3 separate regions of the Gossypium hirsutum genome follow, and regions 1 and 2 are each linked to region 3. Evidence: chromatin contacts called from public Hi-C data. All regions are on one chromosome and are shown on one strand. Each heading gives the region's core, a stretch centred on a gene start, on an enhancer-like site or on the middle of the called end of the contact. The rest is flanking DNA. Distances are from core to core; before and after follow the strand shown. Region 1 holds the start of LOC107948320. Region 2 holds the start of LOC107933797. Region 3 holds the start of LOC107948364 (CASP-like protein 5A1).

Region 1 (4,661 bases), core at 308-2,807, 630 kb after region 3:
GGCACTTAGCCATCATATACCTAGAAGAGCATTTGTGTTGCTAAGGGAATGCTTCAAACGGGATTCGGTGATGGCGAGTGGGTTCTGGGAACAATACCAGAATTTGGGAGAATTTAGATTCTGAGGTTGCCTGAAAGAAAAATACAACCATGTGGAGGGAACTTATCAATTTGGTTAGTGTCTGAGTTGATTAATCCTCAGGAAAGACAGTAGGATGAGCGTAAACTCAGGTTTTTTTACAGAAATAGTACCCAAAAAAATAAAAAATACCAAAATAATTTATTCAAGAAACTATGTACCAAAATGGTACATCTGGGGTGGTCACGCCTCTGTCATGGGCGGCACCACCCTAGGTCTTTTGACAAAAAAAAAACACAAATCACACAAATCTGTTAAAAAAAGGATTTGACAACTCACCTAGCACCGGTCACGCCTTCCCCATAGGCGGCACCAGTGTTGTTGCCATGGAAGAAGAAGAAAAAGAAAAAGAAGAAGAAGAAGAAGAAGAAGAAGAGGGCGGCAAGAAAGGAAAGAAAGAATAGAGAGGGAAGGAAAGAGAAAATTGAGGAAAATAAATAAATAGAAAGGAAAGTTTAAGGTTTAGGGAAGAATAATTAAAATTTTTAAAAGGTAATCTTTTTTTGTTATAAAATTTAATTTGTATATACAAATAATAAAGAAATATTATTATACAAATATTACAAATTTATAAACTTAAATATTTACATATACAAATAATATAGAAATATTATTATCTGTAAATATTTAAGTTTATAAATTTGTAATATTAAACCCTAAACTTTCCTTTCTATTTATTTATTTTTCCTTATTTTGTAACATTTAAGTTTATTTTTCTCTTTCCTTCCCTCTCTTTTTTTTATATTTCTATATTATTTGTATATGTAAATATTTAAGTTTATAAATTTGTACTATTTATTTTTATTTTTCTCTTTGTTTATTCAATAGAAATATTATATGTATAATTGTATGTATTGTTATTTTAAAAGTCGGTATAAATTTTTTTATGTTATTTTAAAAGTTGATATAAATTTTTAACTCATAATTTAGTACAGTGTAATATTTTGCAGGTTAATTATACAAGATAAGTAACCAATTTGTAATGATTAATTACAACAAATAATTATAACATGCCAAATAATTTAAATTACATAAAAAATATATCTAATCAACCTAAAACACACATAACAAATAAATTATATAAAAATAAAACATTCTTTGTACATAACATAAATAGATTTTTTTACTTCAATAAACATTAAAAATAAATTATAAATCAATAAAAATATAAAATAAATACAAACATACCTTAATAACTCTTTTTAACCAAATAATACCTTATAAAAATAAAATTAAAAATTAAATTCCAATGAAATCAACATAATAATAATAATAATAAATTAAATTATATAACAAAAAAATTATATTTTTAACACTTTAATTATTCTTGTAAAAAACCAGAAAAGGAAAAGAAATAATAACTATAGCAATTAAAACGCGGGTTTAATTATTCTTCTCTAAACCCTAAACTTTCTTATTTATTTATTTATTCCCTTATTTTTCTCTTTCATTCCCTCTCTCTTCTTTCTTTTTTCTTTCTTTCTTTCCTTTCCTGACGCCCTCTTCTTCTTCTTCTTCTTCCATGGCTGCCTCCACCCTAAGCGTGACTGGTGCTCTCAGGTGAGTTGTCAAATCCTGTTTTTTTAACAGATTTGTGTGATTTGTGTTTTTTTTTTGTCAAAAGAACTAGAGTGGTGCCGCCCATGACAGAGGCGTGACCTCCCTAGATGTACCATTTTGGTACATAGTTTCTTGAATATATTATTTTGGTTTTTTTATTTTTTTGGGTACTATTTTTGTAAAAAACCTGCATAAACTCACAGTGCATTTGGGTGAGGAAATTGCTGAAAGGGTCCGATGTATTCTTATTGTTGGGAATCCGCAGGAGGACATGATGGGGTGGGGGGAGGAGCCGTCAAATGATTTTTCAGAAAGAAGTGGCTATAAGATCTTAATTCAAAGTGTTGTGGCTGCTGATAGGAGTGATACTTATAAAACTTTTTATAAAAAAACTCTGGTAGATCAATTTACCAGAGAAAATAAAAATTACAACATAGATAATTTTTAAAAATTACATCCCTAGCTATTACAATTTGTACAATAGGAGGATACGAAGTTCAGCAATGTGCCCAAAATGTACAAGAGATGTCGAAACTTCTGAGCATATCTTTAGCGACTATCCGTCTGTAGCAGAAATATGGAGAAAGTTAGATCTTGAATGGCCTGATAATATTGCAAATAGTTCTTTACAGGATTGGCTTAATTATATTGTTTCCTCTTTCTCTACTACTACATGCAGAGCAGTGATTTGTACTCTATGGTATATTTGGTCAACCAGAAACAGGCTAATACATGACAGAAGGATCATATTATCTCAAGACATAATTCATATAGTCGAGGCTTATATTAGAGAGGTTAATGGGGTACAAAGGAAATTACCTGTTAAAAGGGTGAAGTGTGAACGATGGAGGCTTCTAGAGGCTTCTTTCCTTAAAGTAAATTTTGATGCAGCGTTTAAAGGAAATGACAGGAGATCTTGCACGGAGATTGTAACCAGAAACTAGGAGGATCAAGTGGTGGGTTCAAAGACAATAGTGAATCGTCATATACCTACGAGTTTTGTAGTAGAGGCCCTTGAATATCTCCAGGCAGTGGTTTGGGGGATATTTTTAGGGATTCGAGAAGTGCTGGTGGAAGGGGACGCCTTGTCGATGACAAAAAGGATGTGGTCCTGCAATGAAAATGGTTCGGTTATAGGGGCTTATATACACGATGCAAAAAAAAAAAGCAGAAGGTTTCACAAGATGCTCATTTAGACATGTTCATAAAGATGCGAATAGAGTTGCACATATACTAGCCAGAGAGGGGGAGTACTTATCTGGAGGGGTGTGTGTCGGATTTTGCGAGAGATGCGGTGGACAACGATCGGTGCGAGCAATAGTTGGGGGAAGTTGAAAGAAATGGTGGAAATGCTTCTCTGATAGTATCGCAAGGAATTTGAAGGGGGCTCTGACGAGAGGAGGATATTGAAGGCCGTGGGGTGAGGGTATGAAGGCTGGTGGCTTTTACTGGCCGTGTTGATTTCCTTGAAGATCGATGATCTTAGGGGGGCTCGATTTGAGATCAGGGAGGAGGTGACGGTATGATTTTTTGCTTAGAATTAGAGGTTGCTGTTTGGTTTTCCATGGAAAGGGAGAGTGGGTATGGCTTTGGAAACGATAGATTTCTCGAATGCTTTGCTAAGTGGAAAAGTTTGGTTATTATTTATTTAATTTGTTTAGTTCAGATTTTTCTATTGGGTTTTGATTTCTTTTGATTATATATTTTTTTGTTTAGTCTAGTTTATTATTATTAATAAAATAACTCAGATTCCCTTAAAAAACAGTTGAGGTAACAATGAAATAATTATTTTTATTATTTTAAAAAATATTTTTAATAATCTTGACTTTTATGTAGCTATAGTTAAATATTTTTTTTTAAATATACTTTTAGCATAGGTTTAAACCATATTACTCTCATCTCTACCCTTAATATTATATAAATATTTTTTATTTAAATAATTAATAACTTAATTTGAAGAAAATCTAAAATAATAAAAAAAATAAAATTAGTTTTAAAAAGAAAAAAAACAAATTTTGTAGTTTTGAAAATTAACTCTAGATAGATTTCAATTCCCAAGTATTTTTTTTAATTTTAAAAATAAATTAGTTAGAGTTAAATTAATTTATAAAGTATTCAATTAAATAATAGATTACAAATTATATTGAGTTATTTTAAGGGATAAATATCAAAACTATACATGAATTTTGATCTAATGTGTAATGTTGTACATGAACTTTGATTTTGTTTAATTTTATACATGAAATTTTAATTTGATTTAATTTTCGCAAAACACTAACAATATTATCGAATTAGTACCATTTTACATTGATATATTGGCATACACAAACAACTATATTAATACAATATGAAAATAAATATATGTATTCATTTCTTTAAACGTGTACAATTGAATCAAAATTAAAATTTCATGTATATATATGAATCACAATTCAAGTTTTATGTGTATAATATCATTTACATGCTTAAAAAAAATGATTTTCCATTAATTTATTGGTGCCTACAATCTTATTTTTAAGATTATCTTAATCTAAGTTATTTTCAAGTAGAGAACATCAATATAATTTATATTTAATATAATGATAGTATACCGGATTATATTTTAATATATCATTACGTGATTTTTTTAATTTAATGATGTGTAATCATCTAATTCACTGATAATATATACAATAATATATTATCAATACATGATATATATTTCAACAAAGTGTGGTGAAAGGGGATTGGCAAGGACTTGGGGCTTAAATTATATTTTAAGCCTTCTCAAAATTAAAAAATTAATTTAGAAGTTTTTTAAATTTTAATTAATTAAAAAATTATAATTTTAATCTTTAAAAATTTAATAATTTAATTTAAACATTTTTAATATAAAACTTTTAACTTTGATCCGTCAATTTTTATAATCCAATCTCAAACCCTTTAAACAAAATTAGACGCACACAAGTTTTATCATTATACTG
Region 2 (4,290 bases), core at 186-2,685, 610 kb after region 3:
CTTAAGCATATTTGCTACTTGTTTTATCAACTTCGGTCTTGAAAACAAGTACTATTCTTGTTCTTCGAACACTCAGGACTTGGATTTTATTTTGTGGAAAACAAGACGTGTGTTATGAAATTTTCATATATCTGTACATAAGCTCTGCAACAAAGACAGAGGCAGGTTCTCTGAAAAATCAAAACACAATTTTTATAATGTGTACAGATGGAGTTGGAGAAATGAGAAGTTCTATTGTGTTGCCAATGCAGCTGATTAAGTTTCAATATGGAAAGACTAAAGTACTTTTGTGGTGTCTATTTTAGGCTAATATTTCTACCCATATCAACTTTGTTTCATTGGAAATGCCTACTCCTACTCTAGACACAAAGAACATACATGTTTTTCTTTTCTGAGACTACCCATTAACCCTTCTTCTCAATTTCAAATCGTAAGTCCTATCCAACATATTGATTTAAAATCCAATTTCTTGACTTATGGGTATCATGAAAAATATTGATAAATAGTTATCATTTTATATTTTCAAGGAAAATTAAATGGAAAGCAAAAAGAAAAAGCTACTAACTTTTAGAGTAGTTTGGAAAGTTAATGAGTCCATGAAAAGCCATAGGTCTAAAGCTCACGATCATTTTGGGCTAACTTCCAAGTTACAGTAGAAATTGCTTAATCTAAACCGCCATAAATTCCAAAATCTTGGGAAAACGTAAAGAAAAAGGGTCATTCCGAGAATTGAACTCGGGACCTCTCGCACCCTAATCGAGAATCATACTACTAGACCAAATGCCCTAATTGATTTTTGCTCATGACATCAAAATATTAAAGAAAGATTCCAAAATTATATATGATATTTTAATTATAATTTAAATATATACGCAAAATTTTAATTTTGATTTAAGTAAAACATATTTAAAAAAATAAACTCATAAATTTATTTTTATATTGAATTAATATAATTATTTGTGCATGTAATATATAAACATAAAATAATGTTATATCAATATAATTATTAATAATTTATAAGAATTGAACCAAATCAAAATTTCATTTATAAAATTATACAAAATTAAAATTTATGTATAAAATTACATATTAAATTAATATTCAAATAATTTGCGTTAATTATTTGTGTGTGTACAGAAGATATAATCTTCAAGCTAACATAAAGCGGATATTAATTGCAATGTTTAAAGAGACGTTTGTGAGTCATGAGTTATGAGTTGCTGGATTATTTCGGTTCACTATCCATGATTTGTCCTGATTGGAGCTTCAATTAGAAAGCAGATTATATTTGACAATGGGCGATTACGAGAGTTGATACCACCTGCTTGTCCTGGGTTGGTTTAGAGTCCCCCTTGGTGGTCCACTATTATGACATACAGAATCAACATGACTGCAACAAATAGTATCCATATCATGTATATGGGTCTCTTACGAAAAGATGTGGAGTTGGATGAATCCATGGCCATCACCACATCTTCCACTGCCCAAAGGTTCCACCACTTCTATATTCCAATGCTTTTCCTTATTCTTTCAACACCATACAACCCCCACACTGATGCTGATAAATAACCCTCTCTCCCTCCATGTATTCCCCCCTCCCCCTTTTTTCTCAATGGCTAATAACCTCTCTTTATGTCTCGTAGGAGCCATGGATCGTCTCTGGTTTCAACAGATTATTCTTTTCCCAGACCCCTTTTCACCATATTTCCCCCTTGAACCAAAGCAGCCCCTCTCAGAATCTACCACTACAAGCTCATCATCTTCAAGCCTCTCTTTATCATCTGTTGCAGACCAAGAAATACCAGCGCTGGTAAACAGTAATAATAATAATAAAATGAATGAAAAAGAACTATGCTCATCAAGTTCAACACTCTTGAAATATGTTTCTTATTTTTTGTTTCATTTTTGCTGTTGTTTTTCATGGTGATCAAATTCTTAGGATGATCCTAAAAAAGAGGAAAAACAATTGAAGAAAAGATCAAGAAGAGGGAATCTTAGTCGTTCACATTCTCCATCACAATCGACTCATAAACATCAGAGGATTAACCATCAATGCAAACTGCAAAAATCCACGAGTTGTAGGAGCTTGAAAGACTTGGAACTGGAAGAAGTAAAAGGGTTCATGGATCTTGGATTTGTATTCACAAAAGAGCACTTGAACGCCAGGATGATTAGTGTTATCCCCGGCTTGCTCAGACTTGGATTTTCCAGAACTAAACGGATCCATAATGAAGTCAATGTTGATGCTGACCAACTATCTAAAGACGATGATATTGAACAAGAAGAGAAGAGAGGTGTTATAAGACCATATTTATCAGAAGCTTGGCTGATTAAAAGACCCGATTCTCCTTTGCTGAATCTAAGAGTACCAAGGGTCTCTGCTGCTGCTGATATGAAGAAACATCTCAAGTTTTGGGCTAGAACTGTTGCATATGTAGTTCAACAAGATTCATAAAACAAGAGAGCAGATCCCAACTTCGAACCTAAATCTACCACACAACTAGGTCTATAGCTAGCTGCAACTGTAAAAAGAGGAGTTTGTAATAAAAAAGTCATAAAAGATAGTGTACTCTAAATAAAAGATGAGCCAAAAGCTCTTTTTGTCACCATTTTTAACTACTAGTAGTGGTTAGGATAAATGGAAAAAACTTTAAAAAGGATCTTTTTCTTTTGTTATATTGAGTCATCCAAATTGCTGAAAAGATAAGGCAAACCAAAAAAGGAAGATGATCATGATGGTCCTACCATGTTCCGGGTTGAGAAAGAATCAGAAACAGTAATAATAGGAAACATGGCTTTTAACATCCGCCAAGAGCTAGCTCCATTTCTACTGTTCTATCCCAAGTTTTGTCTGCATTTGATGTTGAGAATGTCCATGCCCATGCATATATGGCCATGGTATTCCTGTGAGGTTTAACATATCAAATCATGGGGGGAATGGTTTTTTCTTTCATAATGATTATTTGTCCGGCATTCTTAAATCTTATTTAACAGACTTTTAGCAGCATTTTTTTAGGTTTATAAGCACCGCTAAAACAATTTGCGGCGTTTTTATAAGCGCTGCAAAAAATGCCAATATAGATTACGCCACTAAAATTTGTGACGTTTATGTGAAAAAAACACCGCTAAAGGTCATGACCTTTAGCGCCGCTTTCCCACAAACGTCGCTAAAGGTCATGACCTTTCGCAACGCTTTCCCACAAACACCGCTAAAGGTCATGACCTTTTGCGGCGCTTTTACCTAAAACGCCACTAAAAGTATGACCTTTAGCGGCACTTTTATCAAAAACGCCGTTAAAAAAATGACCTTTAAAAAAATTATTTTAATTAAATAAACATTTATTTAGGATAAATATTATATTATGTTTTATTTTTGAAATTTGAACTTCAAACTATATATTTTTAAGTATAAATAAAAAAAATTACTGTTTAAATTAAATTTTCTATGAAAATTTTAACTTTAAAACTAAATATAAAAATTGATGAATTTTAATTTAGAATTTAAAATAATAAATTAATAACACAATTAGAATCTAAAAGTTAGAACTCAAGTTATCTTAAATATTAAAATAAAAAAAATAGAATCAAAACTAAAATAAATAATAAAAATTAGATTAAATATAAAGATATAAATAAAATACAGCAAGTCCAAATACATCATCTTGTTTGCGAACCTAAACAACATTGAAAATTGGAAATTTGGTCTTTCATAAAAAGACAAATTGCTAAGTTTTGAACTAGGAATTCTAATACCTCAGAGGACAATGCAAAGTTTAAAGCTTCATAAACTACACTCTCATCAGGACAAGATGCCAATGAACCTACAAACAGAGGGGAAAAAATATTATAGATTTGAATAGTCTGCAAGTGCCTAAAGGATTTTTGTACACTACTCCAATCTGTTAATGCAGAAGTCATTGAAAAGGCTGTGCATAATATGTACCTACAACATACAAAATAATGTAACGTGAAACCCAAATCCGTTAACTACAAAATTGCAGGAAAAGAGAGAACAACTTAATATTTTGGTTAATTTGGTTGGTTTTCGTTAACGAAACAAAATTAACCCTCAATATTTTTTTAATGGATAATTCTACATATCCAACCAAAATATCAGAACAAATCAAAATCTACAAGCACAATACAATGAAGATATTAATCACCATCAGATGTTAAATTAACACATAGTAAAAGTTCAAAACAAATAAAATGAAGGTATAAAAACTTAACAGGACTAATCCTAACTAATAACCAAAATAACATTCAAATATCAAATTTTCTTAAAATCTC
Region 3 (4,318 bases), core at 732-3,231:
CGGAAACATGCATGAATTTTGATTCAATTCAAAATCTATTTGTTCATGAATCTGCCATGATTAATCTCAAATTATAATAAATATGTTATAATAAAATAAATCATAGTAAAATAAACTTAAAGATTTTAACATCATCATCATTTCTTTTACAAATACTAATTTTACTTTCATAATAACATTTATAAACTAATAGTAAAAAATTTATAAAACAATCCATTTTTTATATACAATGTTTAAAGTTATTCGATACACACTGCTCCAAATTTTAATATCATATATGTTATAAAATCAATCTGATCATTCAATAATGGTAGGTCAATAAGAATCAATAGATCCTATCGAATTTTCCTTTAATCAACAACAACATGTTAATAATACACTCCATTGCAATTTTAATTAAATTTCAATTCTTTTCTTTATTCAAATATAATGTATAATACAACTCAAAACCTCCTTAATTTAAAAAAAGAAAAAAGAAAAACTTGAAATATTTTTTTTCCTTTCATAAGAAAGATTAAAGAACAATTTTATATAAAAAAAAAGAAATAGTAGAAAAAACATACCAAATAAAATTATATAAATTTCTTGATAAAAAGCTTAAAGATCATAAAATACCTAAATGGTTAAAGGAAATCTGAAGTACCAATGAGTGTTTGGTTCAAATCTTGTGGCTTTTTTCTTGGACGTAAATTACTTTTATAATTTTCCTGACATAAAATAATAATAGCTCGTGGGTTAAAAGAATAGAGAGAGTAAAAAGGCATTTTTATTGATTAATGGAAATGATTTACAATGCTTCATAGATATAAAAAGTATACATGATATAGAATTCTATTTTTAATGATTATTAAAATCCTAAAATACATTAAACTTATCTTGATTTTTATAAATATCTACTTGATAATAAATTATTCATTAAAAAATATATAATTATCATGAATTGTTATTTTTTAAAAATAAACTTACAACTAATGATGTCTTAGCTTAATGAAAGTTGAGGTCCTGAAATTTTAAGATCCTATGTGTCATACATGGAATCTCAGCCCCACCATATATAAACTCTATATAGATTTATTTTTATATAAGTTTGCATATATTCTAGTTTTCCATTTTTTATAATGGCTAATTTTAATTACATTTATTTAGATGTATTTTTTTTAATTACAGATGTAATTATACTTGTAATTTTAAACATATATTAATGGGTTGACGTGTAAATTTTTCACTTTACTTTTAGTGATTATTGAAATTTATTTCTATAATTTTTATGATTAATATTTCTCATTCTACTTATCAACTAAAACTTTAATTATATATTGAATCTTATCACTTTATTTTGTTTGATTGAATTTTATAACTAAAGTTTGATTTTTTTAATGATTTTTTCTATGCAATTTTAATCTAATTAAAAATATTTGAGAAAAGATTTAATAAAAATATTTTTAATATTTTATTTTAATACAAAACAACAATAAGTTAATTAATGTAATATTAAAAATTAATGAAACAAGTTTTTATAAAAAGATTACTTTTTTCTTTTTATATATATTTAAAATTTCAAGGCTTTATAGCATTAAAATTTTTTTAAGTTAATTTATTAATTTTTAATAATTTAAATTATTGTTAACTATTAAAATAAAATACTTGAATTAATATTAAATAGTTAATTTTACTTATTGTTAATTTTGTTTTTAATCTGCTATTGATAATTTTTTTTTAATTCTGAACATATTAATTCTTCAGCAATAATATTTTTGAAATTTTATTTTTTCTAAAATGTCTATATAAAATCATGGTAATTTTGATAAAATAAATATAAAAGTTGAAAACAACTATCACAATGAAATTGTAATTTTATTTATTTATTTTTGTTAAGAGTTACTAATGATGTATAAAAAAACAAGAACAAAACACTGAAACCCACAACTAAAACGATATCTGTTGCAGAAGTAAAGAGTAAATATTTGTTCAAAAAAAGTGATATAAAGTTAAGCATTGTACAGCAGAAAAGCATTTATAATCCCCATCTGCATTGCCATTTGCAGGTCCAAAAAGAAAGCATTTATGCCCTTTGAATTTTGACCTTCTTTTTTCTAAGGAGATCAAATCAATGGTGCTTTCGTTTTGATGGTAGATTAAGATTAGACCCCACTTCTCTCATGAAACTAAGGGCCCAGATTCAAACTTTGTAACTAAAGTGGGTGAATGAGAGCTGAGTAGCTCCGCACACACGGGGGAAGGGAACTCAACCCCAGACTTTTCCGCCCTTCACTTTGTAAGCAAAGTTAATGAAATATTAGATTTTTTTTTTCAGTTCTATAAAAATCCCTGACTTTCCCATGAAGAGGAAGGGAAGCAATGAACGTGAGCCGTCCGGCGGTTCACCCGGTGGAGGCTCCACCGATGACGGAGGCGGCGGTACACGGTCCTAGAGTAAGGATGAAGGACATCCAAGGCATGCCTGGGACTAAAGGTGGCCTCTTTCTTCGTCTTTCTCAGTTCATTTTCTCCATCATTTCTGTCTCTGTCATGGCCACCACCAATGACTTCCGCTCTGCCACAGCTTTTTGGTGATTACCCCCTTTTTCATTTCATTTCCTTTTCATTTTTTATTTATGTTTCAATCTTTATACAAACACCCAATAGATTGTAAACTTTAGCTATTGAAATGACATCCAATTTGTTGGTCTCGATCATCACCATCCACCAAACTTTTCTAATTTTTGTTTGAGTTTTAAAATCAACTACAAGCTTCTTTCAAGTTCTTCTTTAGTTCTCGCATCTTTCAACCTGACATATGGGGAAACGGTTACTATGTTTATACGACATTTTATATAATAAATGCATTTGAGATATGTCAAGACTTTGATGAAGGGATGCCTTTTTTTTTTTTTTTCCTTTGTAATTGAATTAAACTGTTCTGAGCATATAGTGTTATATGATGAGCTCGGCTCGAGTGATCTATGTTACTGGGGAGTGACGAGTGAGTGTCAGATACGGGTACGGGTACTTTGAATATTGAAGTTTTTTCGAGGACTCTTGGAGGGTATATCCTCATACCATGGCCGAATATGCGTTGGACATGGTCGAAGTTGCATAGGGAAACATACTATTTGGGCGTACAGAATTGAAAACAACATTTATCTGTTCACAAGCTACATTAAAGTGGTTCCATATTTTCTTTAATAGTGTGTTAAACTATCCTACGAATGTTTGTCTCCAATGTAATACTTTAAATCGTTAAAGAAATAGGCTCATATTTGCTAGTCCCCTGAAAATTTTAACTTAGACCTTGCTGATGTAGTATATTTCACTAATCGCTGGTTATTCTGATTTTGCAAATGAACTTTCCAGATAGTTTGGAAAAAAAAAAAAAAGGAAGAAAATTCTAAGCTTTGGTGAATAGAGGTGTTAGAAATGGAGTATGACATTATTTATAGGATGCCATTGCACTCTCTGTGGACTGTGGGGATGTTTCGCTATTTTGAATGGGATGTAAGATTTACTTCATTTGGTAGTTGAATTAAAATGGTGACAGTTTCGGTGCAGATCACTTCGACACTTACATTTGCCGCTGCATCTGCATCAGCTGGCATAACAGTCTTGATTGACAATGATCTTGATAAATGTAGTGTGAATCACTGCACTAAGTTTGAAACAGCTACAGCAATGGCCGTCATCAGCTGGTTTGCAATGTCACCATCCTTTCTGCTGAATTTATGGTCATTGGCTTCCCACTGATAATTGTGTTGCACTTCTGCTGTAAGCCTTTTGCAGACTTTCCAATCTGCTGTATTGTTGATTACACCATCTCTGTATATATATTTTTTGCTAGGCTTCCAATACTTGTATCTTTGAGGGAACAGGGTATTTAAATTATAAATTACTTACTACCCCTCTATTCGCTCAATCCCTAACACTTGTTGGCTACTGATCATGGATTTTCAATGATAATGATTATTGAACTTCAAGCTTAGTCCTTTGTACCAAATTCGTCTGAAGAAATTGAGTATCTGAATTGAAATAAAATTTCATGAACTACAGTAAGATAACAGAGTACTGCTCCAACTCCAATGTAAAATATTCAATCAGTTTTATCATATCAGTTCAATGGCGGCAGGCATGGGAAGTAGTTACAGTTAGTAATAGAGCATCAACAAGCTGTAAGAAACTAATCCCAGTCTCCACCCACCATCCAAGGAAAGAGAATTCCCAGTCCTCAAACACCTATTGGCTATTACATGAAAATCGAGGCCTAAATTATGCATAGGGAGAGAACAACTTAAAAAGTTCCATCACCAGACTTGAATAACTCGAG

What was found. Hi-C and Micro-C count contacts between places; a contact is called where the count stands out from the background.
Region 1: a contact with region 3 is called in a Hi-C map of leaf, with 3 times the contacts expected there. The contact joins the promoter of LOC107948320 here to the promoter of LOC107948364 in region 3. A contact is called at or near these places in 2 of 34 Hi-C or Micro-C datasets (both in leaf).
Region 2: a Hi-C map of leaf shows a contact between it and region 3, with 2.2 times the contacts expected there. The contact joins the promoter of LOC107933797 here to the promoter of LOC107948364 in region 3. A contact is called at or near these places in 2 of 34 Hi-C or Micro-C datasets (both in leaf).

Annotation. Positions count from the first base shown.
Region 1 is chrA04:68,687,731-68,692,391 of Gossypium_hirsutum_v2.1, forward strand. It overlaps LOC107948320, which reads left to right and starts at 1,558. Exons shown (of 2, transcript XR_001697331.2): 1 at 1,558-1,698; 2 at 1,964-3,363. It overlaps LOC107933779 (a long non-coding RNA gene), which reads right to left and starts at 2,742. Exons shown (of 2, transcript XR_001693706.2): 1 at 2,518-2,742; 2 at 2,058-2,262.
Region 2 is chrA04:68,671,461-68,675,750 of Gossypium_hirsutum_v2.1, forward strand. LOC107933797 reads left to right here and starts at 1,436. Exons shown (of 2, transcript XM_016866080.2): 1 at 1,436-1,810; 2 at 1,940-2,725. The coding sequence starts at 1,439. The coding sequence ends at 2,455.
Region 3 is chrA04:68,059,298-68,063,615 of Gossypium_hirsutum_v2.1, forward strand. It overlaps LOC107948364 (CASP-like protein 5A1), which reads left to right and starts at 1,982. Exons shown (of 2, transcript XR_001697344.2): 1 at 1,982-2,570; 2 at 3,550-3,976. It overlaps LOC107948362, which reads right to left. Exons shown (of 4, transcript XM_016882869.2): 4 at 4,050-4,318.